Linked DNA regions of Sus scrofa: region 2 is linked to region 1. Evidence: chromatin contacts called from public HiChIP or PLAC-seq data. All regions are on one chromosome and are shown on one strand. Each heading gives the region's core, a stretch centred on a gene start, on an enhancer-like site or on the middle of the called end of the contact. The rest is flanking DNA. Distances are from core to core; before and after follow the strand shown. Region 1 overlaps TPRG1 (tumor protein p63-regulated gene 1 protein). Region 2 overlaps TP63 (tumor protein 63).

The links. HiChIP or PLAC-seq counts read pairs in DNA pulled down with a chosen protein or histone mark.
Region 2: an H3K27ac HiChIP or PLAC-seq map of alveolar macrophages shows a contact between it and region 1. The contact joins two enhancer-like sites. A contact is called at or near these places in 2 of 2 datasets of contacts at active chromatin or transcription factors (alveolar macrophages and skeletal muscle).

The regions. Positions count from the first base shown.
Region 1 is chr13:126,839,779-126,846,530 of Sscrofa11.1, forward strand. The region is part of intron 5 of TPRG1 (tumor protein p63-regulated gene 1 protein); the gene reads left to right. Among named protein-coding and RNA genes, the nearest start is that of TP63, 270 kb to the right of the region's middle. Within about 2 kb of position 3,338, at least 28 of the 83 cell types and tissues checked have an H3K27ac peak or open chromatin away from gene starts, as enhancers often do. A contact at or near this core is called in alveolar macrophages, where this site is marked.
Region 2 is chr13:127,179,269-127,186,020 of Sscrofa11.1, forward strand. All of the region lies in intron 2 of TP63 (tumor protein 63), which reads left to right. Among named protein-coding and RNA genes, the nearest start is that of TP63, 67 kb to the left of the region's middle. Within about 2 kb of position 2,648, at least 15 of the 83 cell types and tissues checked have an H3K27ac peak or open chromatin away from gene starts, as enhancers often do. A contact at or near this core is called in alveolar macrophages, where this site is marked.

The DNA of each region.
Region 1 (6,752 bases), core at 2,088-4,587:
AGCCCAATTAGGAATAAATAAGAGCATCATAAAAATACAAATCATGGTACATACACTGAATTTTCTCTTTTTCTCCTCACCCCCAACTCAATGGGCTTTTTGCTCTCATGATTTCCTCTGTCTTCAATGTACTTAATGCTATTCTACTTCAATCACCTTCTTGACTTCTCAGTAAGTCCTCATATCTGTCAGACTCCAGCTGAAAGACTACCTATTTCACAAAGCCATTGGACTGCTCTGACTTTCTTGAAGACTTATTATGTATTCTTTTAGCCCTTTGCATGGTACTTGGTACAAGGTTGAAGATCAGTAAACATGTATTGAATAAATGAAAACTTCTTTGACTCAACTCTAAGGGATTTTTCCCACCTCTGAGTTCTAATTACCATTTTATCCAGAGCAATTTATCTGGTCTTTATGGAGAAATGTTAACAAGGATCTGCTGATGATGTTGACATGCAGAACAATTGTTAAATATTGTGGGAGTTACACTCTAAAGGGTTTGAAGGAGAGTTCAGAACATGAGGCTCCTTATACAGACTATGACAATGCCAGTCTATCAGTATATGTCTCTAAGGGTGACAACATTTCATGTCATCTTCGTCAGTTTAAAAAGTTATCTTTTTTAATCCTAGGATCACATTTGTTTCATTCTGACAAGCATGGAGCTTTAAGTGGACCTTCTAAAACATGAGCATTTAGATGCCCAGGACTAAAAGAACTATGCAGTTTCTTTCCCTTTATCTAAAACATTTACCCTCAACCTTATGGGATTAACTTTCCATTTAGATGGCATCTGTGAATCCAAAGCTGTTGGCATAAAATGGACATATTTTCCTTTAGGAAAGGGACTGAGGTGGCTTTTGTTTGTTTGTTTGTTTTACTATTTGCCCATGACTCCAACAGTAATGCATTCCTAATATACCTCTCAACGGAAGTGCAGAAACGGCAAATTAGAAGAAGAGCTGCTGGAATGAGGAATGTTGATAGCAGCGAGAAATGCCAGCCTGATGGTGTGAGAAGCAATAGCTGATATAAGAACTAATAAACTGAACAGTTGAGAATCTTTTAGGTTTTGAGTAATAGCCTTACTCTTCATATACAATGGTTGCATTTCATGAAGGAAACTCTTAGAGGATAGGAAAGTATTACAGAGGTTTGACCATAAATCTAGGTAACCTTTCAGATTTCAGTCTCTGTTTTGGCAAAATTAAGGGATGAAGAATATAGGACATACATGGATAATAAATCCCTTCCATGTCTTAAAATATGGAGTTTATGATGATTTTTATTAAGCCATAAAATAGTTATTTTTAATGTAAGCTGTTTAAAAAATGAGAATGTAAGTTTTTAAATGACATCCATCCAAATAATCCATTCATACTACTTCTGAAATAGAAAATATTTCTGTATGTCATTAAGTGAAACCCCTAAGTAGGTAATCCTGGGCTCCTTCTGGTCATAAATGTTAGGTATGTGCACAATTGGAGTGTCTTCTAGTGGGTATCTAATCCAATGCCTTTATTACTCCATAGTAAGGTAGGGTATCTTTGTTCTATGGGGCTGCTATAACAAAACACCAGAGACTGAGTAGCTTATAAACAACCAGAATTTCTCTCTCACAGCTCTGGAGCCTGGGAAGTCCAAGGTGAAAGTGCTGGCAGATTCAGTGTCTAGTGGGGGCCTGCTTTCTGGTTCATATATGGTGCCTTCTCTCTGTAGTCTCACACAGTGGAAACTTTGAGGGGTCTCTTTTTTTTTAAAGTACTAATGTTCTTCATGAGAAGCTTCCCTTGTGACCTAATCATCTCCCAAAGCCTTCACTTCCTAGTTCCATCACGTTGTGCATTACAATTTCAACATATGAGTTTGGGGAGAATACAAACCTTCAGAAAACATAGCAAAGGGAAGTGGAACCACATACATATTATGCCCAGCTCTAAGCCACACAGAAAATTAGTATCGATGCTAAGATTAGACCCAGGTTTTAGTGACTGTCAGTTCAGGAATCGTACGTCCATAACATGTAACATTCTACAAATGGAATAAAAGCATTCAAACTCACGGGCATCCTAACTTGGTTGGTGAATTTATTTATTCACCCATCATCATTAAAGAAGGACTTATTAAGTGATTACTATGTACCTGGCATTGTAAGTGTCCATGTTTATTTTATTCTAAGTATTTGCTGTGAACACACACACACACACACACACACACACACACACACTGTGAACCATGAAATATTAGGTTGTACTTTTGTTTGGACCTCAGTCTTCTTCCCCTCATCCCTGAACATGACTATCTCAAGGACAAACTCGTCTAAAGTTTCCCAAGCAGATAGACTTTACTTTTAAGGACTTACAGCCTTGGAGATTCCATAGCCTTTTTCTGTTACTCTCGTTACTATTCATCTTCACCTTCTCTGAATTCCACTTTTGTTTTCACTATAGGATTTTTATTCTACAGTTTAAGATGAGACATCAGGTCTCAGCAGCCCATCTGATAATTTCTCTTAGCTATTAAGTTATCCTTTGGCTTTTTGTCTAACAATGTAATGCAATTATTTAGGTCTTTCTGCACAGATACTGGTTTATGGAAATAGAAAAGGACCCTAGAGATGATCTAGTTCAACTACCTGGTTTCACAGAGGACCCCTGGAGTGCAGAGAAAAGAAAATGGTTCAAGTTACTCAGCAAATGAGTGGCAGACCTAGCCTTTGATCACAGGCTTCCAAACTGCCACTGAAAGTTCTTACCCTGGCATTGCATTACCCCTGGAATTCTCTCTTTATAGATGCTACTGATCTGTTTTACTGCATCACGGACCTCTCCCTGGAGGAATATAACCCACAGAGTTTCTTGGTTACCCATGCCAGTAAATGGTTAATCTCACTGAGCCCAAGGCCTTGGAAACTCCTGGGAGAGAGCCAGGTGAGCAAAGAGAGCAGATAAAGGCAGCACCTGCCTATGGGTTTGGAACAGCCTAGGGACACAGAGAGAATGTAAACACATTCTGCAAATCTTATTGTCTGACTTGAAGCCAGCGTCTTTTGGGTTCTTGTCATGGAAAATATTTCGTCTGAGGTCATTCATTGAACAGAGGAGCACTGAATACCCTCCAGGGTGCCAACCCAGTTCCCCCTTTTGTCCAGATTAAATAAGCAAGGGACTAACATTTCAGGGGCCTAGGAGGCCTGCCTTTCAACAATACAGGCTGGGAGGTAGGGAAAAGGAGACATTTAGAAAATAGATTGTGTTGTTCTGAACTGCTCTCTCCCCCTGGCTGCCCGCCCTCCTTCCTCCTCTGGCGCGGCTTCCCTCTGTTTGCTCACCCATACTTACAAGCACACGCCCTGCATTTAGAGCAAGAGTTAATGTCTGTGTTTCCTCATAAATCTCGGTTTGCTGCCTGGAGCTATGTTTTTAATTCTGTGGTGGAGCTTTGAGATTTGAGATGAGTAGAAAGGAGGGGCCGCTGACGGAGGTAATAATGGAAGCTGCCATTTTTTTTCACTCTGGGGAGCTGTCCTCCTCATTTGGTCCTTTGAACAGGTACTTTATACCTCAGTGTTGCGTCTGTGAAATCCAGGCTGGAAGAAGAGGAGGGCATTGAGGGAAAGGATATCGCCTGTCATGCACTGTACAAAAGGAGGCATGGCTTCTCTCTGGAGAAAGAAAAATGTATGGAATGATCAAATTCACCCAGACTGGTGACTGGCTGGAATATTTTTCTAGTTCGGCTAAAAATGACTTCAAGAAGGGAAGTCTTTCCGACAAAAACAATTCTTGTCTTACAGAGCTGGTTGTTGAAGAAAGTTATCCCTCCATTCACTGAGATCCTTTTTGTGCTGTTGAAACCATATTTAATGTCCATGGTTGATCCATCAGCCCTTGTATGATAACTTCTTCTGTTTAAAACTCATCTCTTCAACATGCCTTTGCTTTTTTTGGTTTAGAAGGCAAATCTTTTGGGGGCTGCTGTGATGATTTAAGGTAGTAATTGCTTAGGCCTTCCACCCTGCCAACAACTGTATTTGAGAAGAATTTGGCCTCTGAGTCACTGAGTAGAACATGTAATTAACATGACTAAAGGAAGAGCTCTGGTTTTTGCACATTCTGGTCTTCAGTTTATATACCTATAAAATGAAAGAATTAGATACACACCTCTAAGGGGCCTTCCAACTCACACAGTCTAGGATCCTAACAATCTCCAGCTTTTATAAGCCCTCTTCCTCCACCAAGTTCTTATGAGTCCTAATGGATCCTTTCTTCTGCTTCTATACCTTTCTGTGAGGTTTTGAAATTTACCAGCAGGAAAGGGTACCTTGGCCTTCTTGCTTCCACTAAGGTAGGAAAGGAGGCCAGATCCAGCTGGTTTCCTTGAGGATAGAAAGCATAAAATAAGTTGTAATAGGTGAAGTTCTATAATGAGGCTTTCAGGTTTCTATTGATACTTGTTTAGGCCTGGGAGGCATATGATAGTAAAATAAGATCAGAGATCATCAGATCATGGGCTTCTGGTGTTCAAGGACTGAACCTTATCCAGAGAATGTACCAATTAAATGGTGGAATCAAAGATAAGCAACTTAGGAATGTTTCAGAGAACCACATTTAAGGTGATTTAAAAGATTATTTTCAACCAATTACGGAAGTTTTCTAGAACTATGCTTATTCAGTCTGAAGAAAAGAGAGTTGAAGGGGTGTTTTAAGTTGAATGCAAGTCTCTCTGATGGATTTAAGTCTAAGTAGGAAATTATAAACATCAAGCAGAAGGTGAACCCATAAGAAATACCCTGGGACTCAGAATCAGGTGGAGGATGAGGGGATAAAGGTGAAGCAGAACACAGAGGATTCTAGCAACCCCTCTCTGCTAAAGATTTGCTTCTCTGGTTTTGTCTATGTCCAGGCATCATGTGTTTTTTCTCCTCCTTTTTATTTTCTTCCACTTTCCTCCTCCTTTTTATTTTCTTCCACTAGTAGTTCTTGACTTGACCATCTGATTAACCCTGGTCATATTTTTTTTCTCTTATTTCCTCTTAAGTTCATCCATTTCTATCAAAGATGTTTTTAAATTGCTTGTAAGTGTTCAATAAAATAAAAAATATAAAGTCTCTAACAGTAAATAGTAACATTATGGTATATAATAGGGACTTAATATTTGCTAGCTGGACAGTGACTTCCAGCATACCAGACGCTTTCTCATGAAATTGTTACCTGAAGATCTGGAAGGTGGTGTGAAAAGCCCAAAGACACAGAGAAAATGAAGGCCAAGGTTTATACTGAGAGAATGATATTGAGAAGAAAGCTACCAAATCTTTCTTTGCTAAATAATTTGATTCTGGCATTCTTTATCTGGGACTCTACCCCCACTTTGATTAATTTGACCAGAGCAGCTCAGTGAGAAAGATCCCATCTTCTCAGCCTGACAACATAATGTTTTTCTAATTTCCCAATACACTTTTAGTGCACTTATTCTCCTATAATCTCATAATTGCTAATGTTGCAAATATTAAAATTTTACAGTTCATTTTGAGAAAGATATTTTCTTTCTGACCTTTAGCTGGGATCCCAGGGCAGGCTTTTTGCCCACAGATTAGGGCAGGCTCCTTAGGGCAATTTATTTAACTCTGTGTATATTGGAAATAAGGCTGCATTGTGTAATGGCAGGGGCTTAACTTGGAATGTATTTTGTAATGATAGCCCAGAATGGTGAAAAGATCCCCATATGAAATCTAGACAGAGCTCAGCTCTGTCTGCAGTGATGCTTTGGAAACCTTAGTCCTTTCTAAGCCTTGATTTTCTTATCTTCAGAAAGAAGGCACTGGGTTATAGCTTCCAAAAGCCCTTCTAGCTCTGACATTGTTCAGTTTGTATAACTTAAACTGCTATTCCACCACATGATGGATGATTTGCGCTTTTCTGTGTTTATAAGATAACAAGGTAGGTGTTGAAGTTCCCAAGGAATGTTGGGACAATACTTGGTATGGGCTTTGTAGCAGCAGATGTGTTCTATTCAGGGGGGCTAATTTGAGGCCCCTAAACTAAAGAAGCCATAATCCAGAGGCTTCCTGTGGATCTTCTAAGAAGCCATAATCCAGAGCCTTCCTTGATTTGGTGAAGGCTAGTAGCGTCATGACGATAGCTGCCTACACCATTCACACAGACTTACTGAGCTCATGGAATGTCACTACATGGAGATATCCTAAAGGACACATGGGGACACTGAGATTTAAAAAAGAAATGAGTTTGCCTATAGTAACACAGCATTAAGTACCAGAACCAAGACTCTAACACAGGGCTCCCTGCCGTCTTGGTGAATTCATTTTTTACTCCACTCTGTCAACTTAGATTGTCACTCTTATGGTAAGGATGAGTAACTCTTTAATAAATAGTTCCTGGTTGTAACAGTGTCTTATTGTCCACAATCGCCCTAATGTTTGACAGAATATGATAGTTGTTTATAGTGCTCTGGTACTAAAAGATTTGCTGAGAAGTACCACCTTAGTTTTAACTCGAAAGAGATGACTTAATTGTAGATTTATCTTCCCAGCTATCACCTCTGGAACTCAGGAGAGAAGCTTGGCTAAACTTGTATATTTAGAAGTATACTACATCTCTGAGGAAAGGCATTACCATGCTCAAATTGATTGGTTCGTTAGAAATAGGGTCCCTCTTGCATTTCATGCTTAAACTTCATTTGGAGTTCCCCTAAGGTTAAAGAATGTAAACTGTATTTACTAAGGAAGCTAT
Region 2 (6,752 bases), core at 1,398-3,897, 340 kb after region 1:
CTAGAATCTGATTTTTGGTTCTGCCACTTGCACATTTTATACGAAAATCTAAACTCATGCCTCATGGCCTACAACAGCATTCAATTGGTTGCTTAATTTCTTCTCTGGCCTGAATAAATCTGACTCTGAGGAAATACTCGAATGGCATATGCTTACTAAGATATGGTATGGCAAAGAAGCTAGCAGTGCTTGATGTGAAGGAGACTTTTAAAGCGTGTTTGCTGACTACAAATCAATAGATTATAAAGGACAATGTATGTAAGAATATTTAGAGTAGGCTGGCCAGGGGCTTAAATCCATAAGATCATCTGACATTCAGAGATGCAGATTTGGTCATTGATTCTTTCCTTATCCACTATTTTACCAAACTACAATGAGCATTGCTTAAAACTGCTAAAAAGTAACATAATATGGAAGGGATGATAATCACTTATAAGAATATGTAAAAACATAATTGCTCTTCATAAACTTCTTTTTACCCACAAATGTCTCTATATATCAGAGATATTAATAGAACAGTAGTTATGAACCTTTCAATTATTTAAAAAATTGTGGAGTGCTAACTAATTTTTTCCTATGTTCCTACAAAAAATAATCATCTCACATATGCAAAATGTAAGGGATTTCCACTGTGGTGCAATGGGTTAGGAATCCAACTGCAGCAGATCAGGTCACTGTGGAGGTGTGTGTTCGATCCCTAGCCCCATGCGGTGGGTTCAAGGATTTAGCATAGCCACAGCTGCAACCTATGCCATGGCTTGGATTCCATCCCTGGCCTGGGAACTTCTATATGCCATGGGTGTGGCTAAAACAAACAAAAATAATGTAATTTATTTTATCCTGATGTAGTTACACGTGTAGTTATTTGTTCAGCCATTTTTTTCTTTGTCATTTTTAATTCACTATAGTATAATACACTATTTTATACATCATTTAAATTTAAAGTTCAGCTGAATTATAGATTTTTTTACATGATTAAGTCAATAATTACTATTTGGCTTTATTGAAAACAAAGATAATATTAAATAAACCACTACTTTTTCCTTTTGGTAGGATTTAAATTTGCTTTTCCAAGAAATTATGTGATATTTTCTTACTTTTAATCTAAAGAGTGTTTTTTTTTAATTCCAAAAGAGTTAAATCCATGAGTAGCTTTGCTTCATAAGACTTTCGCAAATATCAAGATTATATTTCTCTCTCAACCTTTCATTGTTATTTTGTCTTAGATTTTCTCTTTTTTTCCCATTTTAGGGACAAAATTTAAAACTGAACTCTCATGTTGAAACTTTGTTTTATTTTTTTATTTTTTGGCCACACCCATGGCCTGTGAAAATTCCCAGGCCAGGGATCAAACCCATGCTGCAGTTGCAACCTGTGCCAAAGATGAGGCAATATCTGATCCTTAACCCACTGTGCCACAAAGGAACTTCCTGTCATTATTTTAAACTAGTCTTTACTTAATATAACTTTGTGGTTATATTAAGTTATATTTATTCTTAATGGAAAATGTAATGAGTAGAACATTGAATTTTGTTGTTTCACTTAAGAATTACAGTTGCTTTTTTACTTATAATGTCCTTAGCAAATATTTCTGTGAGTCATAGGTCTTGTCTTTGACTTATAACTCCAAAGAGGAGTCACTGAGGCAGTGTAATAAATGGAAAACTAGAGTAAGGGATTATATAATTGAGGGATTGTAGTTCTCCTTTAAAGAGTTGGGCCATGAGACTTAACTTTTTTCCTTTTTTATTTATCCACATAATGGGATATCTGTGACCATACTTATATTTATGGAAATATTTTGGAAATGAATAAACATATAGGTCAATAAGTACTTTGAATTCTTGAAATAAAGACCCTTATGATATCATTCACTTAGCAATAGCAAGAAGAATATGTTGTGTGATACCTAGCTCTCAAGTACTTACTTGAATTTATTATGTTTTTTAAAGTGTCTATTTTTCACTGGACTTTAAACTGTGCTATGTCATGGAGATCTCTGTATGTGTTGGGGGAAAGTGGTGAGAGAGGAAAGTAAAAGGGAAAACATGCACTAATCGAGTGTCCCTATGTGTCATACCTTGTAAATATACTTTCTCAGATAATTCTCCTAACAACTCCATTCAGCATATACTATTATCCCCATGTTGTAGAGGAGGAAAATAAAGCTTGTAGAGACAAAATAACTTGTTTCCCAGTTGATAAGCTCCTGAGCTAGGATCTGAACCCAACTCCAAAACATGGCTCTACAGGACACCATAAGGTTTCTCAACTTCCAAATTGTTGCTTTGGAAACTTCTGTTTACAGCTAAAATAGGAAAGGGAAGGGCTAATTTAATTAAGAGAAATCATTTATATTACCCAAAGAGATTTCTTTTTTTAGCTTCCTTCAATGTTTCCACGACAGTTTTAGCTGAAGATTTGAATCGTTTCTTATTTTATCTTGCCAGTTTGCCTAACTCTAGTTCCTGGACTTACAAAAATATACTTGGTAAACATGAGTGAAAGGGCAGGACTTTTACTACAGTTTCTCTGCTTGGTTATTTATGCAATTAAAATGGTCATTTCAGAGAGGAACTGGAGGTTGAGCTGGAGGAGGGTGATGGAAGGAGGGGTGGCTGGACTGAGTTAGGGAAATTCCAGATGACAAGGATTGCCAGATTTCCTGTGGGCCCCTTATTGCCAAACTCCTCCTCCTGCTCTTCTTGCACAGCTGTGTGCTTCATTAAATTGTGATGTCTACAAATCAGAGCAGTGTTAAAACGCAGAGCAGGGGGAATTCCTGTACACTGGCTGCTGCCAAGTTCCTAGAGTTTTAACCGCACACTCACCAAACTGCCTCCCTTTCCTCCAAAAACTATAAATAAATTCAATATCAAGAGTGTATTCATCAATGATAGTGCCTCTCTGTTCTCTTGGAGAGTTTGAAATACTACATAGACACTTTAGTAAAGATGCCCCTGCCTGAGGCAAGACAGTGTGGGTCTTGAGTAGTCAGAGATAAGACTTTTGACCTTGATGTTGCTACTAGTCTTCCAGTTGAGTCAGGGACCGTTGCCTAATCATTTGAAACAGATTTTCCCATTCAGAGTTTTGGTGTAGTGCTTTCCAGAAACCTGCCTAGAGCCAAGACTCTGGTTGCTACTGCTCAGGGGAGGGATAAAAGGGACATGATTTAATTCAATAATGAATATTGAGGATTTATGTGTGCAAGGCACTGTGCTGAGTGAAGTAGGGGTTGACAGCATAAGGAGGAAAAGCCTAATATACACTAATAGGGCTAGTGTAGGGTAAGCACTAATGAGTACTTAAGGCACAATGGGCTTAATGCAAATTTCACCTCATGGATTGGAAAAGTTTCAAGGGACAGGTAACACTGGCTCAAAGCTTCAAAGGATAGATAAATATGGAGGTGCTTCCAGGGAAGGAAAAAAGAATGTAAACCAAGGTACAGTGAATAGAGTTTGGTGGGTTATCAGAATGATGTGTTGTCTTGTGTTGAAGTGGTAGCCTTATAACTGCATTATAATGCAAATAGTATTGTTTTTCTGGCAGTTAGAAAATATAATATGGCAGTTAGAAAATATAATATGGCTGTCTTCATGTGGATGTATGGTGTCCAATCAGGCCCATCTATATCTTATCTTACACCAGCTGGATTCTTGCATTTGTGTTATATGCCTTGCATGTTTAGGCATTTGAACTTATGACCCTTGGGGCTTGAATAAAGAATATGGGGGGGATCGATGGAGCTTCTGTGATAGGAGATTATTGGGGTGGTTGTTGGTAGATGGACAAAGGAAGAGCAGGAATATGAAGGATAAAAGTGGAGAGGGTCTAGAGGTCCCTGGAAGAAAAGTGGTAGCTAATCCATACCCAGAACTTAAGCCTACCGAATCCAGACAAGAAAAAGAAAACAATCTAAGTTAATTGCATTTATTGAGCACATACTTACATGAACACTACAATAGGCACAGTGGCGGTAGAGACTGAGATACAGTAATACTTTGCCCCATCTCCAACTACAAGGAAAAGAGATGGGCATGTACTATTGCACAAGATAGAATTCAGTGAGAGCTTGCAATTTGCCATGGAAGTATAGAAGAGCAATGATTTGTTTTGACTGGGAAGGGATAAGAAACATTTCTGAGGAATTATATTTGAGGTGAGACGTAAAGATTAGCTAGGTCATTGATCATTAAACAAATGTGGAAAGGTTAGTTTTGATTGAAAGAAAGAATAAGAGTTCTTAAATTGCAGTACTATTTCAGACTAGGATATGAATTACATTTTATTATGAGGTGAGTTTAGTGTCGGATCATCAAGTGTCATTAAAGCCATTCTGTTGAGTTTGGGCTTCAAACTTGATTGGGAGCCATTGAAGGTAACTGAGATGTGAAGTGAGACCAGTCAGGTCCACATATAAACTCAGGAGTGCTGTGGGGCTCCATTTTTGCCACATCTTATAGTTCCAAGAAAGACCGAGGCTTGTCTGAGTATTTTCCAGGCCCACCACAGCGTAGGGAGATAGGTCAGGATTAGAATTACTATTTGGCTTAAGAGAGATATATATGTTGAAATGCCCAAACATAGCTCTTGATATGGGTTTGATGGCTACTCCTCCATCGCCATCTTTTTCTGTGGCCTCCTCCTAGCATTTGATTTATTCTCTCCTATTTCTGGCATTAACATACTGCCTGGTAAGTAATAGTAAATAATTGCTGAATGAACAAACTACTAACTTGTTTTAACAAGTGAGGAAGAGCCTGGTTATCAGAGCTTGAGTAAACAATCTGTACATGAGAACCTGGCTTTGAGCAAGACAGAGGACTAGCCTTTGATTCCTTTCCTTTTGTCCTTGTGTACTTGGGTAAATCACGTACTTCCTGAGGTGAGCCTCCTTCTTTTGAAACCACTAGGGAACACCCTTAACTGTGCTTTATCCCCAATGGACTGATCCAGTTACAGCTTCAGAAAGCCAAGCTTCACATCTCCCTGATTTATTTCCTGTTTGAATTTTGAAAGGCTCTGAGTTTGAAGACTGACATAAAACAAATAAATATATTTCAAAAAAATACTCTTATAACTATCAAGGTTGAACAGTTAAGTTACGATTTAATCCCTAGAGCTAATTGTCCAAAACAATTACTAAGTTTCTAATATTATATTAAGAATCCATTACCTGGAAAATGGGTATACCCCTTTTCATAATTGCAATTGATTCTTTTAGAACATTTACAATTGCATACTATATTAATTAAGCAAGTCAACAATAATGTAATAAGTGGAAATCAATTTCTAAGTCTTTTAAGAGACATTACAAATCAATAATTAGTTAATATTTGATCAAGTGAAAAGATTTTGTCCCCTATGGGAAGAGTGTTTTAAGTCTAGAGTCTTTGCTCTCTACAAAGAATGTTTTTAATAGTCCCATTTTTGCTTAACACATTTGAAATCTAAAGCAATTTTGGTAAAGTTGGGTTTCCACTTCTCCATTTTACATGGGGCATTCACTGATACTCAGAGATAAATCATTGCTACCTGTACTCAGGTTAGAGACACCAGACACCATGTGAATGGAATTGTGTTCAGTTGGGGGGGGGCATGATAACACAGGACTCTTATAAGTTGAGATGTGGAAGAAACGTTATTAAATTTCCAGGTGTTCTCCCTTTAAGTTCTCATCTTTTCCTTTTTCATCTTTGCAAGAGCTGAGCATGTTCCTAGCGTTCTCTCTGAACCCTGATGCTCTGCTTGTCCTGAAAGCTGACAGAGACACATGCAAAGAGATTAGGTCTCAGCTCTGGTCCCTTCAAATAATGTAATCTCATTATAAAGCCATGGAATATACCAGAGAACAATGCAGATATATTATCATTCACAGGATAGGTACCAAAAAAAAAAAAATCTTGCTTTGGCAAATTTGATAAGGTGAACATTTGCAGTCAAGTGCCTGGAAATTCTGTACACATTAGTGCTATTTGAGTGACTTTTTTGTGTCTTAGAGATCTCTTTTAATAAGAGCTTTCTCTCTCCTTGTTGTACACCACAGTCTTTGATTCCTCTTGGTTAGGGATCATCCTTACACCTTTCCAAAGTACTCTCAAATATGAGAGGCCACTGGTTTCTTAGGAGAGAGTGTGAAAGAGGAAACAAATGCCAAAGATTTCATTCAGCATGCTTCTTAGAATCAATGAGTCACCTTTACACACATACAGCCCCCCCATATTTATATAAAAGGCATTTTTTTAAAGTGTTGCCCAAAAACCAAAACCAAAAAATGTCCAAGAAAGCTTTTTCCTTTGGGGTATAGTTGAATATATGTTCTAATTTTGCTTAAAATTAGACATGGCCAGTGACTTGGCTCTAAGCAATGCAATATGGACTAGAGTGCTGCAAGCTGTTTCTGGGCTTCCTAAGGTTATCTTAAGAGACTTTGCTTGCTGGCACCCTTTTTCTTCCCAATTCTCCCCCTTTCCTTCACTTTCAAGCTGGATAGAAAGGACCCAGAGGAAGTTTTTGTTGTCATTGTTTGTTTGTTTGTTTGTTTTATGGATATGCTGGCAACAAAGGGAAGTTCCAGGGCCAGGGATTGAATCTGACCTGCAGCTGTGACCCATGCTACAGCAGTAGCAGCCACAGGGGATCCTCTAACCCACTGTGCCAGGTGAGGGAGCAAAGCTGTTACCTCGGTAGAGACCCAAGCCGCACTGCACCACAGCAGGAACTCCCCAGAGGAAGTTTTGGAGCCC